Regions from separate parts of the Pungitius pungitius genome. Here region 1 is linked to region 2. The links are chromatin contacts, called in public Hi-C maps. All regions are on one chromosome and are shown on one strand. Each heading gives the region's core, a stretch centred on a gene start, on an enhancer-like site or on the middle of the called end of the contact. The rest is flanking DNA. Distances are from core to core; before and after follow the strand shown. Region 1 holds the start of lars2 (leucyl-tRNA synthetase 2, mitochondrial). Region 2 holds the start of mrpl13 (mitochondrial ribosomal protein L13).

What was found. A called contact is a pair of places that touch in the nucleus more often than the background predicts.
Region 1: a Hi-C map of muscle shows a contact between it and region 2, with 2.0 times the contacts expected there. The contact joins the promoter of lars2 here to the promoter of mrpl13 in region 2. A contact is called at or near these places in 2 of 2 Hi-C or Micro-C datasets (both in muscle).

The regions. Positions count from the first base shown.
Region 1 is chr11:9,862,581-9,868,742 of fPunPun2.1, forward strand. lars2 (leucyl-tRNA synthetase 2, mitochondrial) reads right to left here and starts at 4,476. Exons shown (of 22, transcript XM_037454624.2): 1 at 4,318-4,476; 2 at 2,297-2,391; 3 at 1,854-2,086; 4 at 809-940. The coding sequence starts at 2,075.
Region 2 is chr11:9,675,489-9,681,812 of fPunPun2.1, forward strand. It overlaps mrpl13 (mitochondrial ribosomal protein L13), which reads left to right and starts at 4,109. Exons shown (of 8, transcript XM_037452892.2): 1 at 4,109-4,254; 2 at 5,295-5,418; 3 at 5,708-5,801; 4 at 6,257-6,317. The coding sequence starts at 4,228. It overlaps dscc1 (DNA replication and sister chromatid cohesion 1), which reads right to left and starts at 3,972. Exons shown (of 10, transcript XM_037452889.2): 1 at 3,843-3,972; 2 at 3,589-3,776; 3 at 3,082-3,250; 4 at 2,813-2,947; 5 at 2,506-2,596; 6 at 2,175-2,313; 7 at 1,989-2,041; 8 at 1,698-1,852; 9 at 1,246-1,394; 10 at 1-1,081. The coding sequence starts at 3,758. The coding sequence ends at 970.

The sequences.
Region 1 (6,162 bases), core at 3,226-5,725, 190 kb after region 2:
TGTCTTTTTGAGATGAAAGACAAATCAAATTACATACATGAGGGCAAGTACATAAATGTGGGCAATTTACACCATTTGTCTGGGAAAAAAAATTCTTCTAACGTGAACAAAGTCAGGGGCGGCGTGGGGCCGTCCACTGACAGCAAACCTCAACCAGGGTGACGCCAGGGAGCTCCAGAACAGGAGAGTTAACTATAAAACTTCATTAGTAAAATAGCAAAATATAATTCTGTGGGTTTTGATACTTTTCCGTAGCGTGTAGGAAACGCTGACATAACACATACATCTTGTCACGTTTGTGGATGACACAACTAGACTCAGTTTGTTGAGATTTAGACAATGATTTGTATAAGTCAGAAAAAGAAGAGGTTGTGCAGTGATTAAACATTTAAAAAGAATGAGGAAAAGGCAGGCGATGAACATAACAGAGTTTGGTAAGTATCATTCTACTTATCAAAAGTAGCATGAATGAGCTGTTTTTTAAAAAGTGCAAAAGAGTTTAAAGTAGACTTGATGGAAAACTACCAGGACCCTGAAACTAAAGCAGCTAAATGGAATCCTGCTGTCATTTTATGACTTACCTCTTTAGAACTTATAACTTCTCTCTATCCTGTTTTTAACTGTGATGAGTGAAATTGATTTCCATCAAAAGAGCCTTCAACTCATTTATCTTCAACTCTAAGCACTTAACTAAAAATACAATTTTTGTTGTATGTGTAATACTAGTGCGGGGTGACTTCAAGTTGCTCGTTTCGCCGAAGATGGAATAGGAAATGATGACAAACCCGTTTACTGGGAGCGGACGTACCTGATGGCCTCTCATTCTCTGGAAGTGTCCGATAGTGTCACTGATGGTATAAACTCGCACGTGTCCCATGTGCAGTCGGCCTGATGGGTACGGGAACATGGAGAGGACGTAAAACTTCTTCTTCTTGGAACTCTGGGAAAACCAAATCAGAGCTGTAAGAAAACCTCATGAGCTGTGGAATAGATTTTTCAAATCCTGAGAAACCTCAATAACGAGGACAATAATAGCTTGAGGCACACAGAGCGAAAGCGCTGCTGGACTTAGAGCTGATTATTCCTAATTTACAGTCATGACACTTTGACCCTGGCAACACAGTGAGTGCTGCATAGTTACACCCGGCTGTGCACGACTACAGGAAACCCAAGTCTTGAATTCCCCAATAAAATTAATTAGGGACCAGGGCTGTCACAAATGCACTTCATCAATGTCGGTGTGTCCCAGACATCCGCACGGTCCAACCATTAGGATATATAATCAGCCCGGGCTCGGTGACGGAGACGAGCTGCAAGGGGCCAGCGCCAGTTATAGCCGGGTACGCTTAATGACCTATTCTGTGTTTCCTCTTGAAGGAAAAGGCTGAAGGTGTTTCCAGTCAAGTAATCCCGAGCGCATTCATTTCACTCGCTCAACAGCGTCGGCGGCCGCTTGTGCCGAACCAGTGATGATGAATATGATTAAATCTTGACTAATATTTTCCAGGATTTTTTTGATGTATGAAAAATGAGCAGTTGATGAAGCTTTGAAAATACAAAACCTTTAAATAATTATCAACTGGACGTCATGATTTCAATTCAAGTTTTTTTTTAGAAAATGACATGAACTGGGAGGGGGCTTGATGAAACAAGATTATTCAGGTTTTTATCAGAGAATTCCTCCAGTTAAGAGATTACGAATCATCCAGGTTTCTGAAGCCACTACATGATGTCTAAACACACAGACCCACAACACATAACTAGTGTATCAGACCATGACTGTCATCCATTTGGCATCTTACTTCTGTCACCAGACTAAAGACTGCAGGAAACAAAAGCAAAGGCCCACTGACCTCCTCCAGCGCGTCGTTCCGGCACTGTGCCATAATTCGTGGTTGCCACCATTCTTCCAGTCTGAGTCGGGTGTCCGTTTTATAAGCAGTCTCCCACACTCCCGTCTCACTGAACAGGTTCCGGGTTCTGTGGGACCAGAGGCAGACTACTGGGCGCATGAGGTGGCCGAACCGGGAAACAGCCAGCGGGCCCAGAGCCAGCCTTCTCACTGACACCTGCATGGCTCCGACACCTACAATGCAGAACCAATGGGGAATTCATTTAAAATCATCACATATCTAAAACACTTAGTCTATTAGCAAAAAATGAATCAACAATAATTACAATTATACGGTTAATTAGATGTTGGACAGATTTTTTTTTAAATAGACTTCTTGACATATAATTAATAATGTGCTTGTTTGCATCTAACATCTGGGCCCCTGTGATTCACCACTATCACCATAATCATGTCCTGAAGAAGACGACACTCCACATCAAGTCAGCAGCGTTAATGCGCGCTGACCTCACGGGACTCAGCAGCTTGCGTGAATCCACCTGAGAGCAGAGTGACCAAAAGCTTCTCTCACAGTCTGTTCTTTGCATCACGTCACTCACACTACAGCATGACCCTGAGAGGTTTATTCAGCGTGATGCGATTATGCTCGGCTCTGGATAGGTTGTCCATATTACACTGCCTACCAGCCCAGATGTGAGGTTGACATTTTCAATCTACTGATTATTCACTCATCTCTCTGCTTCAAATTCGCATGTTTAGATACTTTTTGCATTTCAGGATATGAAAGGCTTCGACAGCCTCAGGAAATCACCTGCATGGAAGTTGCTGCTTCCACAGCATGTTTGTGTCTACCCTGCTATGACAGCGAAGTTCAAATCAGCACAGCAACACACAAAATTAGCAACAGTCAACTGCATGTTAGAATGAAAATATTTGACCTAAATGTGTTTCCAAGGTAACAAGTCAACTGCTGTAAACCTGACCAGTCAAGAGAATATGTTCCCAGCAGTGATGCATCTGAATCTCAGACAGCTCCATAGATGTTAGATAAGTGATTGTCTGTACGCTGTGGTTCCAGAGGTAAAGATGGAATAAAGGTAAATAAAAAGGAGGATTGTTTGTTCATCTAAGTCAGCTCTTTAATTCACTTAGCTTGAAACTGAAGTTCTCCACATTATTTAACAAGAATCAGACAAGGATTTACTGACCATGATGGACAGAGCTTTAGCAGGATAACTTTTTATTATTCTGGTGGACTGAGCACCCTCCTCTCCGCCACCATCTGGCTTGGGCTAATGTGTTTTTCACTAAATTCTCTGGAGTATAACCAGAGCATTGCAGCAGCAAACGCTCCTCCCTCAGGCTGAAGCTGAGCACTCAAGGTTGTGTGCATCTCTAAAAGGTGCAAGTGAGGGGGCTAAGCCGAGAAAAACAGTGAAAATGTTTCTATGGTGACTTAGCTCATCCTTTCGTGTTTCTCCCGTAAAGACGTTAGTTCACTATAATAGAGGACGTCTTTCTCTGAACATCTATATTATCTTATTCCAATTATGGTGTCACGCTTCAGCTTTTTGGGGCACCAACTGAAATGTGGTTTGGCTTGTAAAAGTTGTGGAAGAAGCTCAGGTATTATATTTGTGCCTGCAGTTGGGTGATCATAAAGTCCTGTGCAAAAATGGCAATTTTACAGATTGATCTCGAAAAATGTGAAAATACCTAATTCTTCCGAATTAAACCTAATTCTTCAAAAGTATTTGCTGGTATAGTCTGTTTTTTTGAAGTGTAATTTATATAAACTGATATAGACACAAATTCTGGACAATTTAACGACCACGTGGAAATAAAAAAGCAATTAACTGATTAACGGATTAAAATAATTCATAGTTGCACCACTTTAATAAATAACACCTTAAATGACCAATAATCTTAACTGAATAAATGAATACAAAAATATTTAGTAAAAAATATAATGTCTTCTATTACACTTCTATTACAATCAATGTTTACCTCTGAATCACGATTATGAATAGTGAAATGTTGTTGCCTACTTCTGCAGACTGGTCAGTCCCATCTAAAAGGAGTTGTCGGGTATTTTAACTACTCTTATTGTTTCACATCGGATAGTACACACATGTTGACAAACACACGTGATTAACCTTGAATCCAGTCTGTCCCCATTGGTCAGCATGGCTGGGGTCCTCAGCGCGCTCTGTGTATACACAGAGGGACCATGTCTGGGAAACTACGATGGGCTAGCATGACATTATAAAGCTGCATGCTAGTTGTCCACAGCAGAGCAGCTGGTTCCCAGTTGGTTAAAAATACAAGTTATACTTGTAGCGTTGCCATGGGGTTAAATGTAAATGACTTTTTTCCTGGTTGACTGCTTATTCTGTCTGCTGGTCGGATCACGATGGAAGATTTAACGTTACATTTACAAGAAACGCCTTTTTGAAATTGCCTACCGTTGTGTTTCCTGGTTTATTTAAGTGTTATGGTCGAAGGGACATTAATCCAACAGTCGATGATATGAAAGTCAAATATGAAATGCCGTCTAATCGAGCCGTTTCTTTGGATCACGTCTTCGCCATAGGCGTCGCCATCTTGGATTTGAATCAACTTTATCAACACTGCGCACGTCGACAAGGACAAACCATGATCACGATGCATTTATTTTCCAAGAGACGTTTTATGAGGACCAACAACACATTTCTGTGCACTTTATCATTTTCAAACGTCTGTGTGGATAAATGTCTGTTTACCAGAGCTTCATTAATGTTTTCAGTGAGGAGGAACACGGAGGGGCGGTGTCTCATCATAGAGCGCTCCCTGTGGCTCTCACCTTCGATCTGACTAGAAGCGATGAAGGAAGGAGTCAGAGCCGATGAGGGGAGAGAAAAAGAGGGGTGGGGGGTCATTAGCAGGAGATAGAGCTCCTCAGTTCCTGACGTCAGAGAGTTAAACCCGGGGCTCTGTTCTGGTCGACCGTCGTATATCAGAGCTAAGTGGGCGCCTTTGTTCAATGCACAACAGGATGTGGCTGAAGAGGAGGAACTAGAGAGGGAAATGGGTTTTTGACACAGTTTAGACACTAACACTCTACATACAGCTGAATATATGTCTGCAGATGCAGAGGAAGGCTGGTTCTCTCTTGCATCATCACAGTAACAGAGTTCGTCCCTCTGTTGATACAAGGAATACTAAATTATTTATTATATTTTCAAATCTGAAATTCCCTGGACACATTTGATTTGAAATTCCCTGGACACATATGGAGGATATGCTCCTCCGGATCATTTTCTTTTTGGTGCTCCATTCTGTTAATATCAAATACCTTTTACGAAGTAAGGAGAAATAAAGCCTGGTCATTATAATGGAAGAAATTGAGGAGAAAAGAAAGTTAGCGTAAAAGTTACTTTTTCTAGACAGCCTTTGGTGAAATGCTTTCATTTGTTGAATCTAATATAACTAAACTAGACCAGCTCTAATGTGAGATTTAATACTAGACTCATTTAATAGCACTAGATAGCAATAGACACATTTTTCAGCTTACACACAAATTACAAATACTGATTGGACCGATGGTCAAAGGCTGAGTCAATAAGAACCGGTAACCATTTGATTCCAGCCAGAGACTATTGTTGCGTATCTGTCTCTCTGGGAACTTTTCTGTGAGTATATCTTCACTGACACTGCAATATTGTTATATTTATTATATAGTAGTAAGATAAACTATCCCTAAGTAATCTCTTTATCAAATAAGTCTGCACTGCGTGAAATCCGTCTCCTCCAGGACAATATTGTGTTCAAAATGATGATCCTCTTTAGCTTGATGTATAAGGACAAATGATATAACGGCAGCAGATGGAGGCCCGATGTCCTTTGGGATCGTCTGAGTGAGCAAAGCCAATTTATTGCTGGAAATCTGTGGGGAAAAAGAACTCACTGAAATAAAAAGTGGAATCGGTTCTGTGAAAGTCTCATCGTCTCTATAGTTGCCAACTTTGTCTCATTTTTCCATTCCTTTCTTATTTCATGATAATCAACAGTAAAAAAATTTAATTATTGGATGGAAACGTCGTTCCAGCTTTTATTTTTGCATTTAAGATGTGCATTTCTGGACTGCTCATTGCAGCTCAGGTACAAGCAACCGTTGTTGTTTTTCAAACAAATCACTCTTGAAAGCAACCCCAATCATCCTCCTTCTCCACCCACCCCCCCCCCACCCCCACCCCACCCCTCAGCCACGACAAACCGCCCAAGGTAATCGCCCCTTCTCTCCTTGCGTTGGCATAAGATTGCATTTCGCC
Region 2 (6,324 bases), core at 2,859-5,358:
TATAAACTAAAGGTACACATCTGACCCCTATAGCAGCCCATATGGAGGTCTTTCATTTTAATGATTTGTGAACTGATGCGATTATTTACTTTTAAGAACGTGTTTTACCAGCTTGTAATGAACCAATGAACAATTGAGCCGAGGTGGTTTTGATGTTTGAGCTCGATTATGCCAAAAAAAACAAACTATAAATCACTTTGTATAACATCTAGTTGCCATGAAAAGATTTTAAATCCACACAACACAAAATGGCAACAAAATGTGTTAATGAGCTTTTTCTCAGTTTGCGCTTAGGCTGCAGCATGTAAAATATTTACAGGCTGTTCAGCATATTTCTTAAAAACTGATGCAAACAAACAAAAAAAGTGATTTGTGCTCTTAGGGGATATATATACTCATAAAAAAACAAATGGTAACATGCCCAAAGCCAATTTTGACACCTTGTGCAACAGTGAGTTTACTGTAGTAAAAGAAAATGTTCTCATTTAGATAGCTGGAAAGATATACCTTGTCAATTATTTTCATAATGGTAATTGCTTCAGATCAGCCAGCACATGCTGTTGTAATCTGCCACTGGGTGGAGGTCATATTGAATACATCAGCATAGGCCACCACCTTGTGGACAACCTCCAGCACCTGGTAAGTTCATGTTGTTGCATATACATAGTCATGTTGGAAATGAAAAAAAAAAAATATCCATATCAGGTAAATCAAATATATTTGAAGGATGAAAAATAATTTGATCAACTTTTAACAGAAAAACAACTGCAATAAAGATGAAGCTTCGTGACAAAGATTGAGTTTAGTTTTTTTTTAGCATCCTACACTTTACCAGCAAACTGGTTGCTGTAAGATAATAGACCATGCTAACAATGCATTTTTAAGAACAATTGTGTATAATATCTTTGTCAATTGCAACCGTCACTGAGAATATTAATTTTTCAAATGAAAATGAGATTCTCGACATAATCATGTAGCCACAGGCCTCCTGGAATTGAACACCTTGATCCCATTTTGCATTGAAGATCGAGCATATTTGGTCAGTAGAGCTCCGGTGGTCTGTTTCTCTCCACACAGGTCCCTGAATGAAGTAGAGGGAGGAGGAATTACATATTATAATTAATCAAATAGCTAAAGAAATAACTTATGTGTTTACTTCCTTCAGTATTGGGGATATCTTATTTTACATAAGGTTTCTTGCTTTCATCAAACATGACACTGATGTCCTGAATAGATGACACATACTGTATGTAAGGCGTGATGTCTTCCTCCGTCCATTTCTCTCTGATTGTGAAGAGGTGGTTGAAGCGCTCCAGCGTGTCTTCAGAGAGATCCTCCACCCGCAGCAGGCAGATGGTCTCAGGGCGAGAGGCGCGGTCCACCAATGCGACACTCTGAAACGCAAATCAGAACAGCAAGTCACTCCTTGACTACAGGTGCATGATTATCTACAGCTCGTTGGAGAGTGCTCGTCAAATTGACAAAGTAAATGCTAATTAAATCTTCAGGTAGAGAAATGCAAACTGGCATAAAACACAATAAGATGAGAAGATGACTGGGGATTTTAATTAATACTGGGCTGCTTGAAGCCATACCGCTTGTGTTACTACTTAAATAAATGCATGGACTGATGATTTTTAATTTGAATTTTAACATTTTGAGAAGGTCAGTCAATGACCATCAAGAAACAGGCTTACCTTTAGTTGGTCTAGTCTTGTGCTCATGCCCTCTGGGACGCTCTGCTGCCAGACTTCTTGAAACTCTCGCAGGTTGAACTTCACCGCGTTCTGCAGCAGGAGTAACGCCGTGCTTTGACATACTTTATCCTCATGCAGTGCATAAAAGACGTGGTCTAGAAAGAATCATACAAAGATGTTATTACAGCGTAGTATCATGTTTGGAATTACTCTGATGTATATTCTAGCAGCATTTCAGTAATGTGAACTCAAGTTCTGTCATTTGAGTCTTCAGAGATTGTTTTTATTTACCGTTTTCAGTAAAGCGCTTCCCATAACAGTCCAAACAGTGCTCAATCATCTCTCTGTGAAGAGAGGAGACGTTATGAGGCTCTGCCTCTACATCCATTATAAATGACCTTTTAATAGATTCTCAGAAAGTCACTATAACCTTGTTTGTTTTTTCCTGTTGCATGAGCATCATTGTCGTTAACTTACTTGGGCTCCAGTGGAGCCAACTCTTCCAGACTTGTTTGAAGGGGAACCTTATTGAAGGACCATGACTCAGAATCTACCAGCTGAGTAACATGACCAAGCAGCTTCATCTCGTAGTCAAAGTCCAACACGCGCCAGCAGCCTGAAAGACAGAAAGGACACTGTTAAAAAATCAGGAATCATCTGTTTTTTTAACATACATTTGAGTTACTACAGCTAAAAATAGAGAGATTGTACTTGTGAAAGAATTATTCCTGTGATGTACGGCCCAGGAGAACATGACAATTAACAATTAGTACACATGTTTTTATTCTTAAAAAATGTCATTGTTCACCATCTATCTGACAGGCATGGATGGTCTTTAAGTGAGTCTTTAGCTCTTCTTCGCTGGACTGGATCCTGTCCAACAGATCCTGCATTGAGTACTGGTAAGAGAAAAACACACACTAAAGGTTAGAATCAAATCTAAAAGAGGGGCACACACTTAACATTCAATTAAGTAAAGGTTATTTGAGTGTTGTTCTCAGCAACGTTTTAAAGCAATTAAGTTGCAATAAGCCTGATGCCTATGCACACAGACCTATATAAATGACTGATAAATGATAAATACATGATAAATGACTTCTCTGTAGACTATTTACCCTGTTTTCTGGATTTTCCTTTTGCCCCCCTAGAGCTGGTCCTTTATAAGGATTCTCCATTAAAATCTCCTTCAGTTTCTTCAGTTTAGGACGCTGTCTCTTCAGTTCCCAGTAGCTGTTACAAAATCCCCAGATCTATAACAGAATTAGGGTATTGTTAGTACACAACGGTCATTATTGCAACTAACCAATACCTACATCTGTAAACGGAAGGTTGAGTCTTGTTGCAGCATGCCAGGCAGGTACGTGTGAGTTTGTCGTTTCCATACCTGCGCGTGCACCAAATGGGAGCTTTCCTGGCTGTTGCTTAGTTGGTCTGGCGTTTTGCATCCTGGTACAAACAGCAGTAGGTTAGATGTGTCTGCTATTTTTAAATCGTAGGTCTTGTCACCGCTACAGAGCACTGCTCGCTCGTCCGTGTCCCCTCGAATCACTAAACTGGGAAGTAAAGAGAAAATGATTGTTAGTTATGCTGCATCAATCACATTTACACAATCAATTTCAATTATCTTCAACCACATTAAAGAGTTGCGACAGAAGGGGGGTACACACTAATTAGCAGACAATGTGCTCTCACCAGGTTTTAAAAGAATAAATAGTACTGCTGAAATGATTAGTTTATTAAAAAGTCAATTTACAAAAACAGATTAGACCAACCATATTCATTTTACATGATTATAAATGCAAAAATCAGGCAAAACTGAAAAACACAAACCCATTAAACAATACCCTTATTGTCGTAGGCCTATTCTTTCACATTATTTTAAAAACGTTACCTTTGCCCGGCTTCAATGTGTTTGCACAGGGTGTCATCCAGTTCCATGAGGCAGTAGTCTGCAGATGAAACGTTTTCCCCAAAAGACAGGCAGTGAATTGTTTTCTGTAGATCTTCTTCTTTCAGTTTGGCGATCTGCAGAGTGGCCTGCACCTCCTCTAGTATTCTCATTTTGGGTGAGGCGGCAGGCTGCATCGACGACGTTTTAATGAACAAACCCCCTTTTGAATGCCAAAATGTACGTTCATAAAATACCTTTATGTTACTTTGGTGGAATAGCGACTGTCAAATTTCCCCGCTCTCTTTCTTTCCGGTGGGAAGGAAGTTTGGTGACGACGTTGAGGTGCGACGTCAAAGTAGCACCGGGAAGAAACGGTGGTTCGAAAGAAATAAAATAAATGCCCAAACAATTACCGTAAAGCAATTATTTCAAGGTGTTTGTGAGCCTCATGCGTGAATGGCTTGTGTGTACCTATGAATTAGTAGTACTTCTCGCTACAGAAGCTAAATATGGAATGACCATTAGCATAGGAACACTAATGTCTCAACTATTGTTTCAACCGAGATAAAGTAATGAACGGACCGCCTCTCATGAGCTGGGGTCATATGATTTCGATGATGTGCTGGTAGTTTCATAGAAATGTCAAGTTTCTCCAGATCTGCCCAGGTAATCGTACAGATTACATATTCAGATTCATATGTGTGTTTGTATGTTGTGAAGGCATACATATAAAGCTAGCTGGCTTACGTTTGCTAACAACCAACATGCAAGTATGTGAATATTGTAACGGCTAACGTTAGCTACTAACGTTAATTCACCTGTGAATTGTGTGAATTGTCACGTTTGTATAACCCAACGCAGTTATTTTGCAAGAAGTGCAATAACCAAATGTTTTGTCAGCTTCGGTAAACGTTCATTTAGCAACGTTAGCTCTAAAATGACCTTAACATGCTTACGTTAAATTACTTTAAAGGCGCAATGGGGCTGTTTGATCCTACTATCCATTCAGGACGAACATCACAGTGATGCCATGTTGCATATGAAGTTAGTTCGTGCATCAATGATGAAAAAATAGTTAAAACGGATCTATGGGCTTCAGGTGCTTTATATTTTTTAGGGAAGGGGAGAATATTTGCACTGAGTAGGTGGATTAGGTTAGAAAACGTTATTTATCCTCAATGGGAAAACTCATTTGCCACCAAAAAAACTGTACAGACCCATAAAAATGGACAGAGCACAATAGACAAGGAACACGTGACATGAAATAAACAAGACCAAAGAGGCTTATAGAACATGATCAACATGTTCAGCATCTTTCTGATGGTTATGATGTGGCTGAAGCAGAACATCAAACTTCGAGCTTTATCATAAACAATGTTCCAATGTCTAAAATACCTCTTGAGTAGGGATGACTGAGGACAAACCGGTGTATCCTCTGTGGAAGTCTTTTTTTTTTTTACCTGCAAGAAATTTAAAAAGTGTGACGCGCTCTTCTAACATAACTTAATATATATCTTTTTTCTCTTTGAATGTAGGGTCAAACCAATTGAACTCCTATACGAGACATGATTTGGAAACAGTTGCTGGCAAAATATATGTATATCTATGTCTGAGCTGAAGCTTTGTTGTTTTGTCTCGCACCAACAAACATGTGCTGGTCCCATGCACGTTCATTCAACAGATTCTTTGTTTCATTTGTCTTTCAGCAATGGGCGACCTTCGCTCGTTCCTGGTTCCTGATCGATGCCAGACAGCAGCCCCCCGGGAAGATCGCGACCATGTGTTCTGTTAGATTGCAGGGGAAACACAAGCCTATCTACCATGCACTAAGTAAGTGGAAGCACACACACTACATAAAGTAGTATTTAGCTGTCGGACATAGGCGTAACCTTTACGCTATGCATAGAATACTGTTCTTTCAATAAAGAATCCAATCACCCTTTGTTTGAGCTTGTTGTGGAATAGAATGGCCACATGGTGTCAGTAGAGTGTAAGCTTGATGAATATTTAGCTTCCCTTTAACAGCTATGCCTGTCCCTGTGTTGAATTAAAAGTATTAATTTTTATACTTTTACTCATACTATCCGTAGAATGAGATGTTTTCTGAACTTTTTCCCAGGTGACTGTGGTGACCATGTAGTAGTTATAAACACCAAACACATAGCTTTCTCTGGAAACAAATGGGAGCAGAAAGTCTACTCATCACACACAGGGTAGGTGCAGACTTTTATGTGAACACATTATACTTCACTTGGCCCATCCATTTTTCTTGTGTTTCCACTGAGTGCCACTCAGAAAGAAAATGGAGTTCCTCTGCATAGTTTTTTTATGCATTAGGGTTGGTTAGTATTTCTCGAAGCTTTTTGATGCTCGAATTTACCATGACTGCTAAAAAGCATTAAAAATGTACTATTGTCTTCTACAAGTGGCCAATTAGATTTTTTTGTTGTAAAGAGAAAAACATTTTGAAGAGGTGCACATTTAAAAACCGATTCATATTCAATTTATTTATAAAAAACAAAAATTAGAACATATTATTCATGGTATATGTATATGAATGGTATATGTTTACCATTTTTATTCATCAAGTGCTACAGCTCAATGGCCTCCTTGAATCTCATACAAGTTGGTAGAGACAAGGACTGACAGGTTTTTCTTTTCTTTACAGCTATCCAGGTGGGTTCAAACAGGTCACAGCTGCACAGCTGCACCAAAAAGATCCAAAATCTGTAAGTG